Linked DNA regions of Drosophila melanogaster: all the other regions are linked to region 1. A link is a contact called in public Hi-C data. All regions are on one chromosome and are shown on one strand. The core of a region is the stretch at or near the end of the contact, and the rest is flanking DNA. Distances in the headings are between cores, read along the strand shown. Region 1 holds the start of MED26 (Mediator complex subunit 26). Region 2 holds the start of Gyf (Gigyf). Region 3 holds the start of Slip1 (SLo interacting protein 1). Region 4 holds the start of ey (eyeless).

Evidence for each region. Hi-C and Micro-C count contacts between places; a contact is called where the count stands out from the background.
Region 2: a Hi-C map of the Kc167 cell line shows a contact between it and region 1, with 5 times the contacts expected there. The contact joins the promoter of Gyf here to the promoter of MED26 in region 1. A contact is called at or near these places in 55 of 107 Hi-C or Micro-C datasets (the Clone 8 cell line, the D17-c3 cell line, the Kc167 cell line and 20 more) and 1 of 6 datasets of contacts at active chromatin or transcription factors (the Kc167 cell line).
Region 3: a contact with region 1 is called in a Hi-C map of the Kc167 cell line, with 7 times the contacts expected there. The contact joins the promoter of Slip1 here to the promoter of MED26 in region 1. A contact is called at or near these places in 19 of 107 Hi-C or Micro-C datasets (the Kc167 cell line, the OSC cell line, the S2 cell line and 8 more).
Region 4: a Hi-C map of the Kc167 cell line shows a contact between it and region 1, with 3 times the contacts expected there. The contact joins the promoter of ey here to the promoter of MED26 in region 1. A contact is called at or near these places in 21 of 107 Hi-C or Micro-C datasets (the Clone 8 cell line, the Kc167 cell line, the ML-DmBG3-c2 cell line and 8 more) and 1 of 6 datasets of contacts at active chromatin or transcription factors (the Kc167 cell line).

The regions. Positions count from the first base shown.
Region 1 is chr4:787,554-790,253 of dm6, reverse strand. MED26 (Mediator complex subunit 26) reads left to right here and starts at 1,276. Exons shown (of 6, transcript NM_166791.2): 1 at 1,276-1,359.
Region 2 is chr4:865,763-868,462 of dm6, reverse strand. It overlaps Gyf (Gigyf), which reads left to right and starts at 1,438. Exons shown (of 10, transcript NM_001169357.4): 1 at 1,438-1,487; 2 at 2,169-2,532; 3 at 2,591-2,700. The coding sequence starts at 2,197. It also overlaps a transcript of unc-13 not described here and asRNA:CR43425.
Region 3 is chr4:662,278-664,977 of dm6, reverse strand. Slip1 (SLo interacting protein 1) reads right to left here and starts at 1,357. Exons shown (of 6, transcript NM_143676.2): 1 at 1,236-1,357; 2 at 638-1,123. The coding sequence starts at 1,277. It overlaps CG46466, which reads left to right and starts at 1,854. Exons shown (of 2, transcript NM_001382171.1): 1 at 1,854-2,025.
Region 4 is chr4:696,265-698,964 of dm6, reverse strand. ey (eyeless) reads right to left here and starts at 1,276. Exons shown (of 8, transcript NM_166789.2): 1 at 1,082-1,276.

The DNA.
Region 1 (2,700 bases), core at 27-2,526:
TATCAGCCTTTCGTTGAAAAAAAAGAAATACAGCAACAAGAATACTCTGTATCATTTTCCAAAATCGTGCAAGACAATGAGAGGTACTTTGACCAAAATATAGATAACTTTTTGTGCAATGATGTACCCATTGAATTAACTTCCAGTAGATATTTTGTTGGATATATTGCTAAGGGATCCAGTTGCGATAAATGCAGATCGGTAATTTTAAAAGAAACCGAGCATTTAACAGCTCCATCAGAGCTTTTTATACATGAGAAAAACTACTCAATAGAATCGGACTTCGGGAAATTAAGGGCACCATCTGATTTATTTTTTAATATTTACAAAATACACATTAAAGCTTTCGAAAATATTTTTAAAAATAATAAAAAACAAATGTGTATAAAAAAATTTATTGTTGAGCAATGCATTAAGTGCACAAATGAAAGTAGTGCCTTCCCATTATGGTTTTATGAAAATAATGAATGTTATGCACATAGAACAGATCTTTTAAACAAACTTATAAAAGTTTTGCTTTTTAAGCATTGTAAGTGGACTGTGATAGCTGATAGACAAAAAAAGCAAGCTAAGCTCAGCATTCTATCTCATGAATAAAAAAAATGAGCGTTATTTAAATAACTGACGACTGAAAAATCGAGCAATATATAATAAAAAACAATAGTTAGAAAAATAACTTAATTGGGGAATATGGAAATGTTTTAATGTTAAACATTAAAATATTTCAAGTCGACTCGAAGGTCATATACGTAAATATAAGACCCCATTACAATTGTAATGGCCTCCCCGTAGTGTTCCCTGGGTACCGACTATTACACATATTACACATAAATAATTATCAACATAAATATAAATATGTAAACGGTAGCTAATTCGAGCGGCGATTTTAACAAACGAATTTAAAAAGCTTTAAAATTAAAAAATTTTAAAATTAAAATTAAAATTTTAAAATTATAATAAGAAGGGCGCGAATTTTTAAAAATTATTTTATTTCATCATATTGCTACGAAATTGGCAAAAAACTACCCTAATATGTACAATGTAAATTCATTTCTTTGATCAGAATTGATTTCGGCCCGAAAATCGTCTTCTAGCACAACACCCACACATATACGCGTTCCCGTCTCTTGTTTTTACTCACACAAGCAAGCAAATTCTATTTTTAGATTTCTTATGTTCTCAGCGTGAGCGAGCGGAAAGAGAGCAATTTTGGCCGTCACCAAAAAAGTGGCTGCATAGTGCCAAACCAATGTATGGCCGTTACGCATCTTGTTATTCTAGTGTCTTTGGTATGGCCGTTACGCATCTTGTTATTTATATGGCTTTGAATAGACCATGTGCAGTGTGATTAATGTGGGGGTATGTATTAAAAACGACATATAATATAAGTATATTTATGTATGTGCAAAAGGAATATATCAGGATATTTCGGTAAGAGCGACAAACCAGCCAAGTGTGAATTTATGAAGTTGATGCATCTATATTTTTGCAAATCTCAAGTTTATATGCAGAAGAGTCACTGTCGTTATATTTGAATTTTGCTCACTAGCGGAGATGATTAAATTTTTTATTATTGTACTGAAATACAAAAATGTTTTTTAAACTTAATTAGCATTTTAAGTAATAATAGTTTTTCTCCGGTATTCTAACGTTACCAGTGTGAACGGATCGGACAAGCATTCTTCCTAATTTAGTACTACTAACCGTTTATATTCCAATTACACTATATATATGGACACAGTCAGTTTTGGTTTTTGTCAAACACGGAAACACAGTATAAGCATGGGGTAGCTCAGTTCTTAGACGGGAAGGTCAATAAAATCTCTTCTGCTCGAGGTTCAGAATAAGAATAATATTATAGAACATATTAAAAAAAAAGCCGCTGTGGTAAAATGTGAATATAAAAAATTAAACATATTCTTTTTCTGTTGCTTATTAAATGTAAAATATATTCTTATATACAAAAGGCTTCCAAAGGTTTTGCAATAAGAAAAAAATATATACTCGATTTTGGTGCTGAAGGATAGTACTATAGTTTACTTTTTTTCAATTGTGAGATGATCCCTTAACCCAAGTTATGGGGTTTGGTAATTGTAAGCCATTTGTTTGTTTTTTGTTTTTGAAGAACACCGAGAGCATTTGTTTTGTACAAATCCTATATATACACACTTTTTTCAAATATTTCGCATTGAAATGAAAGAGTTTAAGAATCTTTATATATCCTTAACAAAAAAAAAACGGCATTGCTAGTCCGAATAAAATAAGTTAAGGGTAAAAAAACAAACAATATTTTAATATTCTCCATATTAAGTAAAGCGGGTAACTGGACGGAGAATCTACGAAATCGTTTTATATTTTACAAAATATATAGGACAACGGGAAAATATCCAAACCACAAAGCAACAAAACCTTCATTTTCTGGTCTGGTATATTTGACCCTTTTTTCATTTTGAGATTCACGCATTTAGCCCAAAAATGGACGTTTACTTTATATAATACTCCTATAGGTTTTCATGTCACATATAATACAATTCCTCTTCAATTCTGTTTGATAGCAGTATGATCAGGCCTTCCTGTTAAAAGAAATTCACGTGAAAGTATATCGATAATAATTGTTAAATACTTATCGATTTTCTGCCACCCTTGAAGTGCAGCTGTCATTGGTAAAAATGGCGAATTGTAATAAAGTCGGGAAGTCAA
Region 2 (2,700 bases), core at 189-2,688, 78 kb before region 1:
TTTATTTGTCTTTATCTTGCACTTAATGGGAACCAACATCAGGCTTACATATTATGCACTCACCCTGTCGTTGTAACTGTGTTGAAGGCCTTTCCACGTTGGTTAACGACGTACTGTAGGAGATTATATGTATAAAGTTTAACTGCCTTAGAAGCCGTTTTCATCCTTGCCGAGATAACGAGAAGCCTCGCCTACTGCTCGCCATTCCTTCTCATACTCCTAACTTGGAGCAGGCTGAGATCCTGCTGTTGCAATGATATTTTTTCCCCCACACGCAGGAACGCTCAGAACGGGTGCAACTGACTTTAGGTCTCGTTACGAAGTCTGCGTTTTTGGTTTACATTTTGAAATGACCCTTACGCTAAATTAAAAGCATTATAAGCGATGCGTTAAGCGCCCGATCTGGGAACAGTGCCAAAATTTCAGATGTACTCACTGCCTCGAAACGTGGTAAAGATTAAGATCGCTCGAGCTTCGCTGTTATACGATTAAGGTATCCGAAAATCCTTCAGAACATGGGCATCAGCGTTATGGGCGTCATATCGTTTTCAGACAAATCACATGCACCATTGGCGATTTTCGTTTCCAATATCTGGGCGTTCATACGTACGAACAGACAGTTATACAAAAGACAAAAGGGGTGCGTATACATCGCAGCAAATTTTTGACACATACCCCTCACTTCATGACTTATGTAAAAAGACCAAAATAATCACAAACCAGGTATTCATTTTGGATCAAACCAGACAAACGTGGTTATGAAAACGGTTATGAAAATAATGTAACCATATTAAAATTTATATATATATATATAAATATATATATCCACTACTATATATATATATATATATATATATTTAAATATATACATTTGTATTTATATATTTATTCAAAATAAACTAATACATCGTTTACTTACACTTTACTATTTCTACTGTTATGTTATAATACTGAAAAACTTGAACTTGAAATGAAAATCGACTGCTTGTTAAATATAAAATTATTAACAATTCCGAAAGACTAAGTTTCAATACAAAGCTAACAACAAGGTAGGAATCTAGCTTTGGCAGTGATAATAATTAAATAATAATATTAAAGCAAGAATTCCCGTTACTCAACTTAAAGAAAAAAATCAACACATAGTTAGTGGTCGTGGAAACATCGTCTGCGTCTATATCTATAGAATCAGCATGCTTTAAGTTCTAGTTCTTATAGTTCCTGAAAGCGAGACGTTCTTACAGACAGACGGATTGGTTGATTTAAAGATTGACACTTATGCATTCTCTAAATCCCGGTGCTTGATGTTGCAATGTGAAGACAAGGGTGATGTATCTGTCAACTAGTAGTAGTGGAGCTAGTGTATAAGAAGCAAAAGTGGCAAGAATACCCCTGTGCTAAATTAAATTGGAAGCTTGACATATCGCAAGACGGCCACGCTGGCCTTGCTCTATCTTATGTTGGCGTTGGTATTTTAAGATATCTCGGTGGTACGTGTAAGTTGAATATTTTTACGAAATTCAATTTAAAAAATTTTTTTAGGATGTGCAGTTATAGTGGCTTGATTTTATTAAGATTACCAGAAGAATTAACTAAACAATCTTTAAAATAAAACACACCCGCCCAGTGTGATAAAGTCACACAAATCAAAAATTTGTACATACATCACTGTGTGTCTGTATGCGTCCAGATACTTACGAATTTTTTTTACCTTTTAGATCTATATTAGTTCTATTAGTTCTATATTTCAAACATGAAAGCTCGAATCAGACATTTCAATTCTATAAACATGTTAATTTTAATGTGTGATGAGGGTGCATGTGTATTTCGCGTTCGTGTGTGACAATCAGTTTGATATTTTAGGTTAGGTTTCTGTGTTGCTTTTATATTATATTATTTTACTTTTACTATCCATTCTGTAAAGCTCTGGTAAGTTTTTTTTTATCACTAGTTCTTAACTAAGCTTTAAAATAAATCCTTTGTTGTACTGTTTGCTTTGAAAAAGACTTGAAGCTGTTTGCTTTATTTATAGAACTTGAACTGTTTGAAAAATAAACAATTGTGCACAGAATCATAAAGCCATTAGGAGTTTAACAAAAACACTGAAAATTTGATTTCATTGCCTTTCTTACAAATAAATCAACCAAAAACTTTTTTGAACTTATTGTCAGCATAACATTAAACAAGAGGCAAATAAAAATGACAGATTCAATGAAATTTGGCCCGGAATGGTTGCGCAATATGTCAGCCGAGCCTTCGGGCTCTCCCAGTACCTACAACGTTGGTAATGCAGCTCAAAACAATTCGATTGGAGGGCACAACCTGGGAAACAACACGGCGGCATCCGCTTCCCGTAATCTATTTCCAGAATACCGGTACGGACGCGAGGAAATGCTGTCCTTGTTCGATCGGAACTGCCTACTGCCGCAGATCCTGCCATCGTTCAAAAAGCTCTTCGTGGAAAAGGTTCAGTGCCCTCTTGCACTGACACCGAGCTCCGAGGAGGACATCAACCAAAACTCACTTGGCAATAACGTATGTGAAGTAATTTGACATGAGTTTTAGAACATAATTTACTTTTCTTTGAAACTAGTCTCGTCCTGCCTGGTTGCAGCGCTCGCCCAGTGGATTTGGTAGTGCCTCCCGAGGCTCTGGACGTGGTGGAACCGTTGACCGGGGACGGATGCGCGGAAAATCGGCCTA
Region 3 (2,700 bases), core at 108-2,607, 130 kb after region 1:
TAAAAAAATACTATTATTTTGAATCCCAACACACATATCTAAGCAACTGACAGTTTTAGGATCTGTTATAAATACATCGGTTTCAATAATATTTATGTAGACGGCGAGAGTAAATAAACCACTGGCGTACAAAAGGCAATCACCTTATACCTTCCAAAAATTTTTATTTATTTTATTTGATATTTTTTGCTTTCTCGAAATTTGTTTAAATATCATTGTGTGCAAATACTTAGCAAGTGACAGTGTACACACAACTCCAAAAAATTTTAATAATAAACTTTGTGAATATTAATAATAACTGTTATGCCCGTCCGACCGCTCGATCATTCAAAGTCTACAGATGGCTTGTGTTGGTATATAGTCTCTCCTCAACGAATATAACAAAACTGCAACATACATATGTATGTACATATGGAGAATATGAGCATTTAAAATTTCTGCACTTCGCAAGGGCAAGGGTTGAATGTGGGCCCGCAGCCCAAGCAAACGCTACACAAATGCTCATACAAACGCAATTTGTATTTGCATTAAATAAGCATAGAATGGGTCTTAAGTGTATAGAGAAGTCGCCATCGCACATCGCGAAGACAGACCAGAACAGTTTTGTGGTACTGCTGTAGTAATGTATGGTAAATACCTCAATGTCGATTTCCGGTTCCAGGCATTGTTCGAACAAATGGTGTTCATGCTCTATGAAGTTGTCGGTAATTGTGTTAACCAAATCGTTATCCTTTAAAACGTCCGTACCAACGACAGATTGGGTTTGAGTTTCCTTCGATGCGGCTTGTAGACTTCCCAAACGATCCTCATGACTTCTAGCCCGAAGAGTTAAAACCACAGGAGTTTTCGTCTCGATTTCTTTCAACGATGTTGAAGATGGGCAATTTATTTGTTGAGAGGCACTGGCAGCTGTGATCGTCCCTTCTGCTGACTTGTCAGTTAGGACAGAAAGTTCTCCGGGATTGTCCACTTTTGATATTTTGGCATTGGAGCCATGTTTTAATTCTAAATCTAATGCATTGTGTTTCTGTCTGCGTATTTCTACGACAAGGGTTTCTTTAGATTGAAGGAACTTTTGAACCGCTTCATACCTCGACAAATGACTAATATCGTAACCGTTTATCTGAAACAGAATATGTGCATTTTGAAACGCTAAAAAACAGATTTCACACGAATGGAACTATTTATGGTAAAACGAGAACTCGGTTCTTAGTCCTACTTTATATTGAACTTACTTTTAACACAACATATTCGTACTCCACGTCGGCAATACTCATAGTGATGCTTAAAATCCAAAACTCATATTTATTTTCATTTAATTGTATACATATTTTTTCGAAAGTGTGGCCAAACCTTTTGTTTTCATTTATATCATTTACGTATTCTTTTTGATAAAAATTGTAATCGATTCTCTTAAGTAATCGTTTAATAACTCGCAACGGAATGGAAACCGTTAACGGATTGAGAAATCATAGCAATTAAAATTATCCGCTCGTATAAACGCATATTTTCAGACTGTACCAATTTTCAATTCATATTGTTGAATATAAAGTTGAAGTTGATGTAATGAAATTGATAATATAATATAATATTTCAATGGCTTAGGCATTGATAACCACGAAAAGCGGAGGTGCCCCTTGACTAAAAAGAGTTGCTATAGAATGGTTTTTGTAACCACTATTGTTTGATACGCACCTGTCATTGAAGTTCTTGTCGTTTCGTATCAATTTTGTGCTATGTAAATGAAATGGAAATGGCCTTAGTGACTTAACTGTGTGAACACAATATAATAATTTATTTCCGATACTTTTATCTTGATCTATCGATGGATGCGTATTTCTTAAAGCATACACATATACAATTATATAGAGCTTAAATAGCCGGATCAATTCGTATTTAAGGTTGTATGATGGTTAAAACGGGAAATCGCAGTAATTTTTATTATTTAAATAGTAAATTTAAACTTCAGTAAAAATATCCTAAATAATGTGAAGTGTCAAGAGCCAGGTGGACATAGCCATATCCGTACGCCCGTTTCTCACTAAATCTTTCTAAAAGCCTTTCTGTTGCCGATACTATGCATACTACATGTATGGCAGAAAGACCTCGACAAAGGGGAACATACATACATATCTTCTTTTTTGTTAGAAAGTGTTTTATCTCGGTATTGAACAGTTTTCGACCATATGCCTTGGAAAAGTCAAATTTTTTCTGTTCGTGATCATAAATAGATATTATTCAGTATAAGCATATAAAAATCGGCTTGCCGATTTTTGTTTATTTCCTATATTATACCCATTACTTGTAAAGTAAAATCGTATATGTATTAGATTCGCTGCAATGTATGTAATTGGTAGAAGAAACCGTCTCCGATCATAGAAAGTATATGTATGTAATAGGAACGCATCGATCCCATTTTATACTCACATGTTTCCAAATGTTTACACGCTTGTTCTAACGACCACGAACCGCCCAAAAACTGCCAAAAACAATTTTAACCAAATACCTACAAATCGTTCAAAACTGTAACGCCCATATCAATTTAAACACACATAAACCCTATGTAGTATATACATACATATGTATGTGTCTAGATTAGAAAGAAACACCCATCCGAGTTGATACTTCCGTCTGCCCCTATGAATGTTGTAATGTCGGGAAGCACTCCTCTGGCTACCAAAAATTAGTAATGTAAATAAA
Region 4 (2,700 bases), core at 27-2,526, 91 kb after region 1:
CGTCTAACCATATGAACGCCGCGATCTCAGGAACTAATAAAGCTATAGAGTTGACTTGCAGATTCCAGAGACATAGACGCAGCTCAAGTTTGTTTACCCATGTCAACATAACCCCATAACCCATAACCCCACGCCCGCACTTTTGAAATTTGAATTGTTTTTGTTTAGTTTTTTAATGTTTTTCGGGCCAATTTTTGTCGATGGTTTCTGGTAACTGGTTTCTGAGAGTCGATGTTTTATTGCTGTTGCTATTTTCAGATCGAACCTCCAACATAAAAAGTTGTAATATCAACTTTAGTGACGAAAAAATTGTCATTTACTTGATAAACACACTATATAAACGGTACTCATTCCGCACCCTTTTTTACTTATCCACCTTTCTTTCCACTTTGATTTTAAGAGTGCCAAATGAGTAACGCCCGCAAATTACAATGGCAATTAATCTAACCGCCACCAGCTTAAGCTATCGACCAATATCGAAGAGTGTTTTTCTTTTTATTTTTTCTCCATCTCTCAAAAGAGAGTAGGAGTAAAAACTCCTACCAGCAATGTAAGGGGTATCTGTTAGTTACGATCTGCGTAGCTATATTATAATATAAATCATAGACTAATCACAGATGTCATTACTCGGTATATATAACTATTTCCTTTTAAGAGCGTTGTCCCTTTTTTAGAAATGTGCTTGTAAGACTTCATTCTGCAACTTTCTCTCTTAAACACGGTGGCGATCGGAGAACATCTTATGGCCTCACCGAGTGAGTGGCAAGCCAAAGGGCATTACATATAATTTTAAAAAAAAACGGTATATTCCGAATGGGTGCAATGTATGACACAAAATAAAAATATTAGAGTTTCTCTTCTAATATTTTAAATTAAATTTCTGACCTTTTAAATGACCGTCGTCACTTTTTGGTTAAACCAATTCGAAATTAATTACGGTCAAAAGCCTTATTAAAAAACTTTCGGATCATAATTATTTCGACTAATATATGTACTACCTGCAATAATAAGAGGGCTTTTGGGAAAAATTCACACAGATGGGTTTAGTTAGTAGGGAATAATATTTACAAAATATACATACATATTTATATTACGAATGGTCGCACATGTATCCTGATTCTTTTATTAGATATTGATTGTCACACATTTTCTTCGATTTTCGGATGGGGGAAAAACAGTATGTGATTAAACACTAAAACGAACGTTCGTACAATATTGTTTATGCAATATTGTTTATATTTTCTGTGTATTTTGGTATTTTGTAGTATCGATTGGACTTCAGCACGCATCTGCTCGTATCAGGATGGCAACTCTCGGCGTGTAAAAATACAAACGGCAACTCTTAACATATATAGAAATCGATATGGCAACCCAATACCAGTGATTGCGTAGAGAATACGTTATTTTCAAAAATTCGATGCAGTAAATAAATAAATTCACAGATATAAGAATGATAATTTAGCAGACCTAAAGAATCGGTCCATTAATGAGCTATTAATAGTTCAACTAATCTACTCGTTGAAAATGTTGTGAAAAATATTTGAAAGCCAACTAAAGCGTTTCCTATTGTTAAACCATTGCAGAGCGTATAGTGATTTCTGTCAGAAAATTGCAACGTAGTGGAAATAATAGAAAAAAAATTATAAATTCTTGTTTTTGATCAGGAAGTATTTTAGTTCTGTATTTATCGGTTGAATGCGTGATCGCCATTTTCGTAATATTAGGTTTATCGCACGATTACCATCTATATGTGCGTAGATGAAGGAAAATTGACGCACTTGTTGAAATTATTTTATTTAAATCTTTATTATAACCAAAAAAAAATCGTAAATTGTTAACCACAATGGAAAAAATAAGTAGCTTACAATCCATCCAATAAATAATCTCTTATCAGTTACTTTGTTGATACATAAAAGAAGTCTTCTCCATTTGAATTGCTATTCTTAAGTAAAACAACAGAATTGCTGATACAAAGCAATAAAAATAAGTTAGTACAGTGTGAACACCTATCGTTTTCTTCCATATCGATAGGAAACTCATAAATGTATGTGTGGAAAGGCTTAAACATCTGTACGGGCGTCGATATATCGACAGCTAATCTGGAAAACACTAGACATCGCGGTAATTGTCCCTACCCTTTTTATGGAGTTCCCAGATTGCCTTCTTACACAACCATATTAATGGGCAATAATTATATAAGAAGACTGCGGAACAAAGGGGACCCGCACGAATATGTACTTGATTTAATATAAGTTTCTTTTATACACATAAAATTATTTTTGCATACTTATGTAAGTGCGTTGGGTACTTTTTATTAATTCCAGAGTAACGACATTTTTGCCGTTAATTTAAAACACGAAATGTTAGGACAAGAATGCGGAACTTCGGTTAAATTTTAAAAATTCCTTTGTATCAATATAGTCATTCCAGTAGTACAAATTAATACGCATGTAATTTTTGTTGTATAATAGCACTCAATTTTGTGTAATAAAAAAAAACAACTAGGGAACCAAAATTATAGAGACAAATCAAATCCTGCTAATAAAAATATATCTTATATAGTTTCTTCGGGTCTATTTGAAATCTTTGAAATGTAAAAATGTCTACACTCATAACTTATAAGAGTTAAAACGGCTTAAGGATTAAATTGATTTACAATAGAAAGTGATTATTAGCGACAGTGGAAATATAAATAAAATG